3 separate regions of the Mus musculus genome follow, and regions 2 and 3 are each linked to region 1. The links are chromatin contacts, called in public HiChIP or PLAC-seq maps. All regions are on one chromosome and are shown on one strand. The core of a region is the stretch at or near the end of the contact, and the rest is flanking DNA. Distances in the headings are between cores, read along the strand shown. Region 1 holds the start of Creb1 (cAMP responsive element binding protein 1). Region 2 holds the start of Rpe (ribulose-5-phosphate-3-epimerase). Region 3 holds the start of Acadl (acyl-Coenzyme A dehydrogenase, long-chain).

Region 1 (2,700 bases), core at 157-2,656:
ACTCCTGCACAGGAGTTAGATAAAGGAGAATCTAGTTGTTGAGGAGTAGGGTTAAAAGGAAAACTGGCAAGTGAAGAGGGGAGAGAGTGTTTGGAAGAGTCAAACAGCATCAAATGCTAGGATGGTCTTGAAAATGCAAGATGCAAAACTACATAGACAGGAAGACTGTGACAATTCAGAGCCACTGCAAATGGAGAGAGACAGTAAAAGACAGGTGGAACTCGGAAAGGAGCTTAAGGAGGAAGTTTCTATATTTTATTTATTGCCCACACATACTACTGTGATGTAAGTGCTGAGGTCAAAGGACAACTTATGGGAGCTGGTTCTCTCCTTCTACCACGTGGGTTCTCGAAATTGACCTTAGATTATCTGGCTTGGTGGCAAGGGCCTTTATTCATCTCACCAATGCCACAAGAGTCTTCTTAAAGAGAGGAAGAGACGTTAGCATGCTAAAAGTTCTGGTTAGAAACAAAAGAAAATTAAGCTACTCTTCAGTATAATGTCCTTGGGAAAGCGGGAACGGCTAGGACACACGGAATGAAGGCAAGCTCAGTGTTATAAAACGTCAACAAGGGCTGGCGTCCAGCAGGAACAAAACTATAGGAAGAGGGCTGAACGGCACAACAACAAAAGGTGAAGAACTGGCGGTTAGGGGCAACTCAGAGAGCAGTTGCGGTAGCTTTGAGGCTACGGAAGTCACACTGTCAAGTTCTGGGGTGCAAACGGTGGAAGCCACGCCGCAGCAGCGTGCCACCGCTGCAGAAAGGGCTGAGAAAAGTCAGCACAGGATGTCGCGGGCAGGTAGGGTGGGGATCTGTTTCAAGTGTTGAGAGCAGCATGGCTGATCATTTCTCCAGCCTCAGAGGGAGGACGGTACCCAGTACCTAGGGGCTCTGGCTGGCCGCAAAGCGGAGCTGAATCCCCACATGCCACCTGTGCCATAGCTTTCTTCCCAGCAAAGAACCAGCTCCGGCCCGGCAGACTCCCCTGGCCGGTAGCCGGCGTCTCCAACCTTCCAGCGCCGTCCGCGCGGCTCTGGGCCCTCGCGGCGCGTCAAAGTTCCCGGGCGGTCTGCTTCCGCCGCAGGATCAGACCGCGCGGGGGTTTCCAGCAAGTCCCCGCCACCCCGGGAATCCCCACACCACCCCAAATCTGGCTACACACAAACCCCGCTTCCTCCAAATCTCCTCAGCTGGCGTCCGAAGCCTCCACCCGCCACAGTGAGGCTCGGATCGTGCCTCCAGAGCGGGTCTCAAACCGCCTACACCAGCTTCCCCGGTCAACCCCTTCGCAGCGCCGGGAAGTAGCCGAAGGCCTTCGGCAGGTTCCGCCAGTAGCGCGGGGGCGGGGCCTGTCGAGCGGCTCCGGGTCGAGCTCGGCTGTTTCCGTGAGTGGCCGCTGCGCACTCGGCACTGGGCGGCGCTGGCTGGCTCCCTGGCTGCGGCTCCTCAGTCGGCGGCGGCTGCTGCTGCCTGTGGCCCGGGCGGCTGGGAGAAGCGGAGTGTTGGTGAGTGACGCGGCGGAGGTGTAGTTTGACGCGGTGTGTTACGTGGGGGAGAGAATAAAACTCCAGCGAGATCCGGGCCGCGAACGAAAGCAGTGACGGAGGAGCTTGTACCACCGGTAAGAGGAGCAGGAGGAGGAGGCAGGAGCCGGAGAGAGCCGGGGGGACAGAGGGGGGCCGGGGAGGCGCCGGACACCCGCGCTCGGGGCCTTCCCCTCGCAGGAGGGGCCGCGGTAAAGATGGAGCCTCCGCCCGAGCCCCACAACACCGCCGCCGCTCGCAGCGAACAAAGAATAATGGCGGCGGACTGGAGCCAGCGGCGGCCGGGCGGCAGCGACTCTGCCTGCAGCCAGCGGCGGCGCTCATGGCGGGGGGCGGCCGGGCCGGGGCGGGGTGCGAGCGAGCGGGCGGCCGGCCGCGGCAAGCTGGCGCCCGCGTTCCCGCCGCCGGGCCGGGCCGGGCCCGGCCGTGCCGGGCGCGGAGCCGGAGCCGGCGCGGAGCGGAGCCGCCCCGGGGGAGGCCGCCCGCCGCCGCCCCCCGTTCCTCGCCGCCGCCGCCCGCCTGCTCGCACGCTCGCTCGCCCCGGCTGTGCCGGGCTGGCCGCCCGGGCCGCCGCCTGGGTGCCCGTGGGGGGTGGAGGAGGAGGAAGAAGAAGGAGACAGTTGAGGGCAGAGGAGGTGAAGGTGCTGCCGCCTTCGCGGCGGTGCCCGCTCGGCGAGCCGCAACGTCCGACCTGCTTTCCTCTACAGCGCTCTTTGTGCAATAAAGTTCGAAACCCAAGGTTTTCTCTGGTGCTGTATTTTATTCTTGCCCCTCTCCCCGGCTCCCACGCGGTCGGAGAAAATGCTGTTTTCTGCCCTAGGCTGTTTTAAGGGTTTGGGGTTTTTTGTTTTTGTTTTGTTTGGTTTGTTTTTGTTTTTTGTTTTTTTTTTACTATTTCCCTCACCCCTCGGCTTTGAAGATGAAGAACGAATCAGTAGTCCTGGGAATGCATTCTTTTGGGAAGGAAAGAGGTGCTAAGAAAACATACATGTAATAACTTTTTGCAGAAACTGTTGGGATCTTGTAAAAGGGAAGCTGGTGCTTGAAAACAGTTTCGGTTTTAACCCTTTCCACTAAGATAATGATCACTTGAGGTCAATCATTCTGAAACCCTTAGAAATTATCGAAGGGGAAATTAGTATTAGCGAAGGTAC
Region 2 (2,700 bases), core at 117-2,616, 2.2 Mb after region 1:
TCAGAATATTAAAGACTATTGTCTTCTAACTGTGTCCCCTGCAGAAACCATGGCATCTAAATTACCAGCATGCTTTTAATAAAACTATGAGAGCCCTATCCTTGTTCTTTAGGAATTGCTCTTGTTCTATCCACGTGTATCTTCATGTACCTTTTCATTTTTTCCTGGCCCAGACTCTGGATACGTTTGACATTACGCCACTTATCCATTTCAAGAATTATGGCTGGATAGCAACTCTATCAGACTGGCTATGAAAGACCCACAACGTGAGGACTCCCCCACGTTCTGACTCAGGAGAGGCGACACCCCAAATCACACAAGAAACGGTCTTACTGCAAACTTATTCAAGAGGGCTCTCGGGCCCACGGTCATACACCACGCAGGGGTAGAGGTCTGTGGCACACCGATTAGCTGGGTAAGGAGGTATTTAAAGGAAGAAACCACAACTCAAGGAAGTGGGGAGGGCTTTGTTGGAAAATACCAAAGATACCAGTTAAGAGTCCCAAGGAAGTGCAAAGTCACAAGAGTCACAAGGAATACCTGGTAATTGTTCCAGTTATCTCTCAAGACAGTTTCTAAGAGCCCCTAACAATAGCACATTTGCATAGCAATGGTCAGGGTGACTTTCTTTGAATGAACACTCTTTGAACCCAGGAAGCGGGTGGGTGGAGGAATGTCGCTATCTGTTTTATGATTAGCATCATTAAGTCACAGAGGTCACATTCCCATGCCTGGGCCTAAAGGCCTAGAATTTTGTTTTTACGTTATACTTTCAGCTACTGCAAAAATTCCTACACTGAGTACTCAGCAGTCACCAGTTATCAGCAGCTTGACTAAGGAACATCTCAGAAGAGAGGACTGTAAGAGACAGAGGGTGGGGGAAGTTCAACGGAATGCTGCAATTAATGATTGCATAAGCAACTGTGGCTCCCTGCACAAAACCTACAGACACGTGAGGTGAAGTTATTTAAGTAGGAGAGGAGTTAATTGGGAAGAAGGGGTCAGGAGGAGTGGCTGGGGTAAGAAAGGGTAATGGGGTTGAATATGATCACAATATATGCTATACGTGTATGAAACAGAGAAAAAAATAAAAACAAATTTCCTACATTGTAGGTGGTAGTCTAGCTGATCAACCCGTAGAACTTCTTACATTGTACTCAATAAACTATTTTCCCTTTCAAAAGGAAAAGAAGCCAGAAGATCCTTGGAAATCCAAGACAGAAGGCAGAAGCTCTGCACCTGGCTCCGCCCCTAGCCAGCCAGCTGACGCCCCCCCCCCAGGAGGAGGCGGGACTTCCTCGCCGCAGGGCAGCTGCTTCCGGCAGAGTCCGGAAGAGAGTGCGAGGTGGGAGGGGGCGGAGCCAGTGCGGCGCGCCCAATCGGGACGGAGTCTTGGCTGGCCCGGGCTCTCGTGGGCTCACTCGCTCTAGGGAACCGGCACCATGGCGTCGGGCTGCAAGATCGGCCCGTCCATCCTCAACAGCGACCTGGCCAACCTGGGGGCCGAGTGCCTGCGCATGCTGGACTCGGGGGCCGACTACCTGCACCTGGATGTAATGGACGGGTAACTCCGCGGGGCTCGGGGCGGGCTGGCCGCGCGGGTCGGCGTCGCTGCACCTCAGCGAGCGCCTGTTGGGTGCACGGCGCCCCTGTGCGACGACGGGCTGCCTGGCCAAGCGCGCTGCCGAGGGCACCGAGCCGGCCCTGGCTGACTTTGGGGCCCGGTCCTTTCCCCGCCACCCCGTAACCTGTGGTGATAGGACCCGGGAGCCACCTCCAGTGTTCAGGATCTTCCTCTGGTGAACTCGTAGAGAAACTGAGGCCCAACGGGACAGGCGCGACTTGCTCGATCGAACTCAGATAACTAACTAGTTCTCGACAAAGCCGGCAGACAGCCTCAGCTTGACACCTGGATGGGCTTCCGGAGTTCGACCACTTGCCGACTTGTCTTAGGCAAGCCGCTTCAGCCTTGATTGGGACTCGGGTTCAGTGTGAGGAAAATGGAAGGATTATTGATCATAGAACGCTTCCGCGTCTTGGGGAACTTGAAACGAGCAAGTCCAGTGCCTGGCGTGTAACAGATTCTCTGCAGTTGTTAGTTGTATCGAATAACCCATTCGAATTCTGATTTTCCTGTCTATTTTCTCTTCAGGCACCCTGCTCTTCAGGGAGGTCAGTTTTTTTGTAAGTAATTTTTAAGCACTGTAGTTATAATGCTCAGAATCAGGGTACAAGTTTCCTAAGTTGGTTCTAAAGTGAGGAAACAAACCTAGACCCAAAGGAGGCTGGAGGACTTGCTCAAGATTACAGAAGATTGTGACAGACTTGGAACTTGAATCTTCTTGGCTTTTTGACTAGCATTTCCCACCGAAAGTTTACATAAAATTATAAAAGACCTTGGGAGTGAGATAGAAAAATAAATTTATTTCAAATAAGCAAAATCTGTTTGCCCTCAGTCACATTGGCAAATATGTGTTATTTACATCAGTTTCGTTTCTTGTTGGAGGTTTTGCTGTTCTTTCTGGTTTTTTTGAGACAAGGTCTGTATAAATCTTAACTGGCCTCAAACTCAAAATCTTGCCTCAGCTTCCCAAATGCTGGGATTATGGGCACGGGTCCCCACACTCAGTTACACTAATTCTTTTTAACATCACTGCTGTTTTGTCCATAGCAGTTTTGTTTCTTTTGGCTCTCCGTGGT
Region 3 (2,700 bases), core at 98-2,597, 2.3 Mb after region 1:
CACTCAGGCCCTGGCAGCTGGATGTAAACGTTCTTGGGCTCAGCCTAGGCCTCGCTCCATAAATGCTGACTCAGACTGCCTTTCAACTGGATCGTTGGCCATTATACTCATAACCCTTTAAGAAACCCGTGACGATAAAACTATAGCTCCTGGCTCACTGACCATTCTCCAATAATCCTCTGTAAGGCAGAGCTTCTTCCCACACTTGAATCAAAATAAGATCATTTGGGGGGTTCTCTAATTAAAAAAATACAGAAATATTATTAACATAAAAAGAAATAAGAAAAGCTAGAACAATAGGAACACACCCTTTCGCAGCATCCAGCAATGAGTCAGCTGGCCTGTCCTTTGCCACCGATGCAGGTGTCTCTGTTCATCTTCAGGGTGCTCTAATTTTAAGAGCGTCAGAACATCACTTCCTCCGGAGAATAGAAAAGCATTCCTATCTTAAAGTCCTCGGAACTTTCCCAAGTCTCCTCCGGATGGATAAGCTTTACCACAGCACTGTATTGTACTTCGCAACAATGTGCTAATTAGCTCATTTAAATGTCCTGCCACCATAATTAACAAAGCTTTACACTTCCAGTCTGCTTTATCCAAGGAATGGATTTTTAGACAGGTAAAACTTGATCTCAGTATAAACACCCCCAAAAGTCTCTAAAGCTCTTGGGAGCTGCCCATTAATCCCTCTACATTTAATTAGTTTAAGGATTTAGTAATAAGTGTACAACTAATTTATCAGATGGGGCCTACGCCTGGACGCCTGAGTCGGGATGATTGAAGTTGCTCTGGTCTTCCGGTCCCCGCCTCCGCACACCAAGTCCCAAGTTCACTGTCAGGTGGCAGTCCCCAGTCTCCGTTCCAACTGGGCTAAAGGTCGCACTACTCGGTGGCAGAGCGCCCAGGGGGTGATCGCTCCCGCTAAAGCTGGGACAACACTTTCAAAGTCAGTTCACGGGACACTGTAGGACGTGGGGCGGGGCCCAGGCCTGGAGCGAGCATTAGGGGTTGCCTTGCCTTTTGGGGCGCGGCGGACCGTGGTGGGGACACCCCGAGTTCTCCACGCCACAGCGGGCAGCCCCGGGTTCCGGAGAGAAGGCCCGGTCCCTTCCTCCGGCCGCGTCGCCCCGGCTTGACCGTAGCGCGTCACACCCCATCCCCAGAGCTCCGCCGCCCCGGCTGCCGGTACCCCAGGCTGTACCCGCACTCACCGGGCGGAGGGCAGCGGGCGTGGCGCCGAGCGGGCGCTCAGGACGCGCAGGGAGCGGAGGAGCAGGCGCGCAGCCATGGCGGGATGGACGGCGGCGGACGGGACTGGCGGGCTCCGCGGCGGGGGCAGGCGGACAGAGGGGCGGCCGGACGGCGGGACGGTGGGGCGGGCCTCGGGGACAGCCAACTGCGGGCCGCAGGGCGGTGCCGCCAGCTCGGGCGGGGTCTGCGCCAGGCTCTGCGCGACGCCCCGTGCGCCCTCCCCTCCCGGCTGCAGGGCTGAGCGAGGGTTCCCTGGAGAGTCGTCCCACCCCCGCACTGAAAGGTGCATGGAGTTAATTTTCTAACTTCGGAAAGCTCTCTGAATGTCGATAAATGTATGAGTACTCACTGTAAAGGATTGTGCTGATTTGGTTTGGGTTTTTTGTTTGTTTTGGTTTTGTTTTTTTCCTTGCAAACGTTTGTAGCTACTCTTTGAAAATAAATAAGTAAGTATATTTGATAACGGAATAACAATTGGTTCAATTCTCCAATAGTACTTGAACTCGCATATGGTTGTTTCCTTTTTTTGTTGTTGTTTTGGTTCAATTCAAGGACATGTATTATTTGGGTTTATGGATTTGATGATTTGTAATGGGAAATGCCTGACAGGTTTTGAACTCTAAAGAATGTGTACATTACATCGATTTCTAAGGAGGCAAGGGGGCCTTTCTAATAACAACAGTTACGGAATCTGAAATAGTGAAAGTGAAAGACATTTTGTGTTAGCAATCAACTACTGACAGCCCACTGAGTAGGACATACAGAAATGTTTCAAAGAAAAGCTTTAGGGTTTCACGGCACCAACAATCTGGAAAACATAGTCTTTTTTTATTTAAAAAAATAATTTTAGATTACATTTCATTCATGTGTGTCGTCTGTCTGTCGTGCACTCATGTGGAGTCCAGAAGTTCCTATCAGATGTCTTCATCAATTGCCCTCCAGGTTTCTCACTGAACCTGGAGTTTATAGATTTGGCTAGCCGGTTTGGTAGTGATCTACCTGTCTTTCTGCTTCCCTAGGGCTATGTTTACAAATGCTCAGAAGAGTCGTTTATTTTCTAGGAGTAACTTGATCTGGTTGGGGGTGGGGCTGTTTGTTTTGTCTTTTTTTTTTTTTCCCCGGGTTTCCTAGTGGCAGAATTAATGCAAATGGTGTGTGTCCTTGCTCTGTTGCATTCTTGCTAAGGCTAACTGGAGGCACGTTTGTTTAAGATCCTGTTCATCTGGTTTATCATGAAGTTATTGTTTCCTTTTATAAAATAAAAACAAACAAGTAGTGTGTGTGTGTGTGTGTGTGTGTGTGTGTGTGTGTGTGTGTGTACACTTATTCCTGGGGATCGGACTCAGGCCTTACACATACATATAAGAAACAAGCTTGTAAGTGTAGGATCAGCTGTATTCTAATGATATGAAAGGTTGAACAATAACCAGGATTTCACAAACCCCTTTG

What was found. HiChIP or PLAC-seq counts read pairs in DNA pulled down with a chosen protein or histone mark.
Region 2: an H3K27ac HiChIP or PLAC-seq map of embryonic stem cells shows a contact between it and region 1, with 6 times the contacts expected there. The contact joins the promoter of Rpe here to the promoter of Creb1 in region 1. A contact is called at or near these places in 2 of 39 promoter capture datasets (liver and pre-B cells), 1 of 484 Hi-C or Micro-C datasets (B cells) and 2 of 115 datasets of contacts at active chromatin or transcription factors (embryonic stem cells and microglia).
Region 3: a contact with region 1 is called in an H3K4me3 HiChIP or PLAC-seq map of pro-B cells, with 5 times the contacts expected there. The contact joins the promoter of Acadl here to the promoter of Creb1 in region 1. A contact is called at or near these places in 2 of 39 promoter capture datasets (liver and pre-B cells) and 2 of 115 datasets of contacts at active chromatin or transcription factors (large pre-B cells and pro-B cells).

The regions. Positions count from the first base shown.
Region 1 is chr1:64,531,398-64,534,097 of GRCm38.p6, forward strand. Creb1 (cAMP responsive element binding protein 1) reads left to right here and starts at 1,407. Exons shown (of 9, transcript NM_009952.2): 1 at 1,407-1,623.
Region 2 is chr1:66,699,465-66,702,164 of GRCm38.p6, forward strand. It overlaps Rpe (ribulose-5-phosphate-3-epimerase), which reads left to right and starts at 1,367. Exons shown (of 6, transcript NM_025683.3): 1 at 1,367-1,564. The coding sequence starts at 1,443.
Region 3 is chr1:66,861,962-66,864,661 of GRCm38.p6, forward strand. It overlaps Acadl (acyl-Coenzyme A dehydrogenase, long-chain), which reads right to left and starts at 1,348. Exons shown (of 11, transcript NM_007381.4): 1 at 1,212-1,348. The coding sequence starts at 1,288.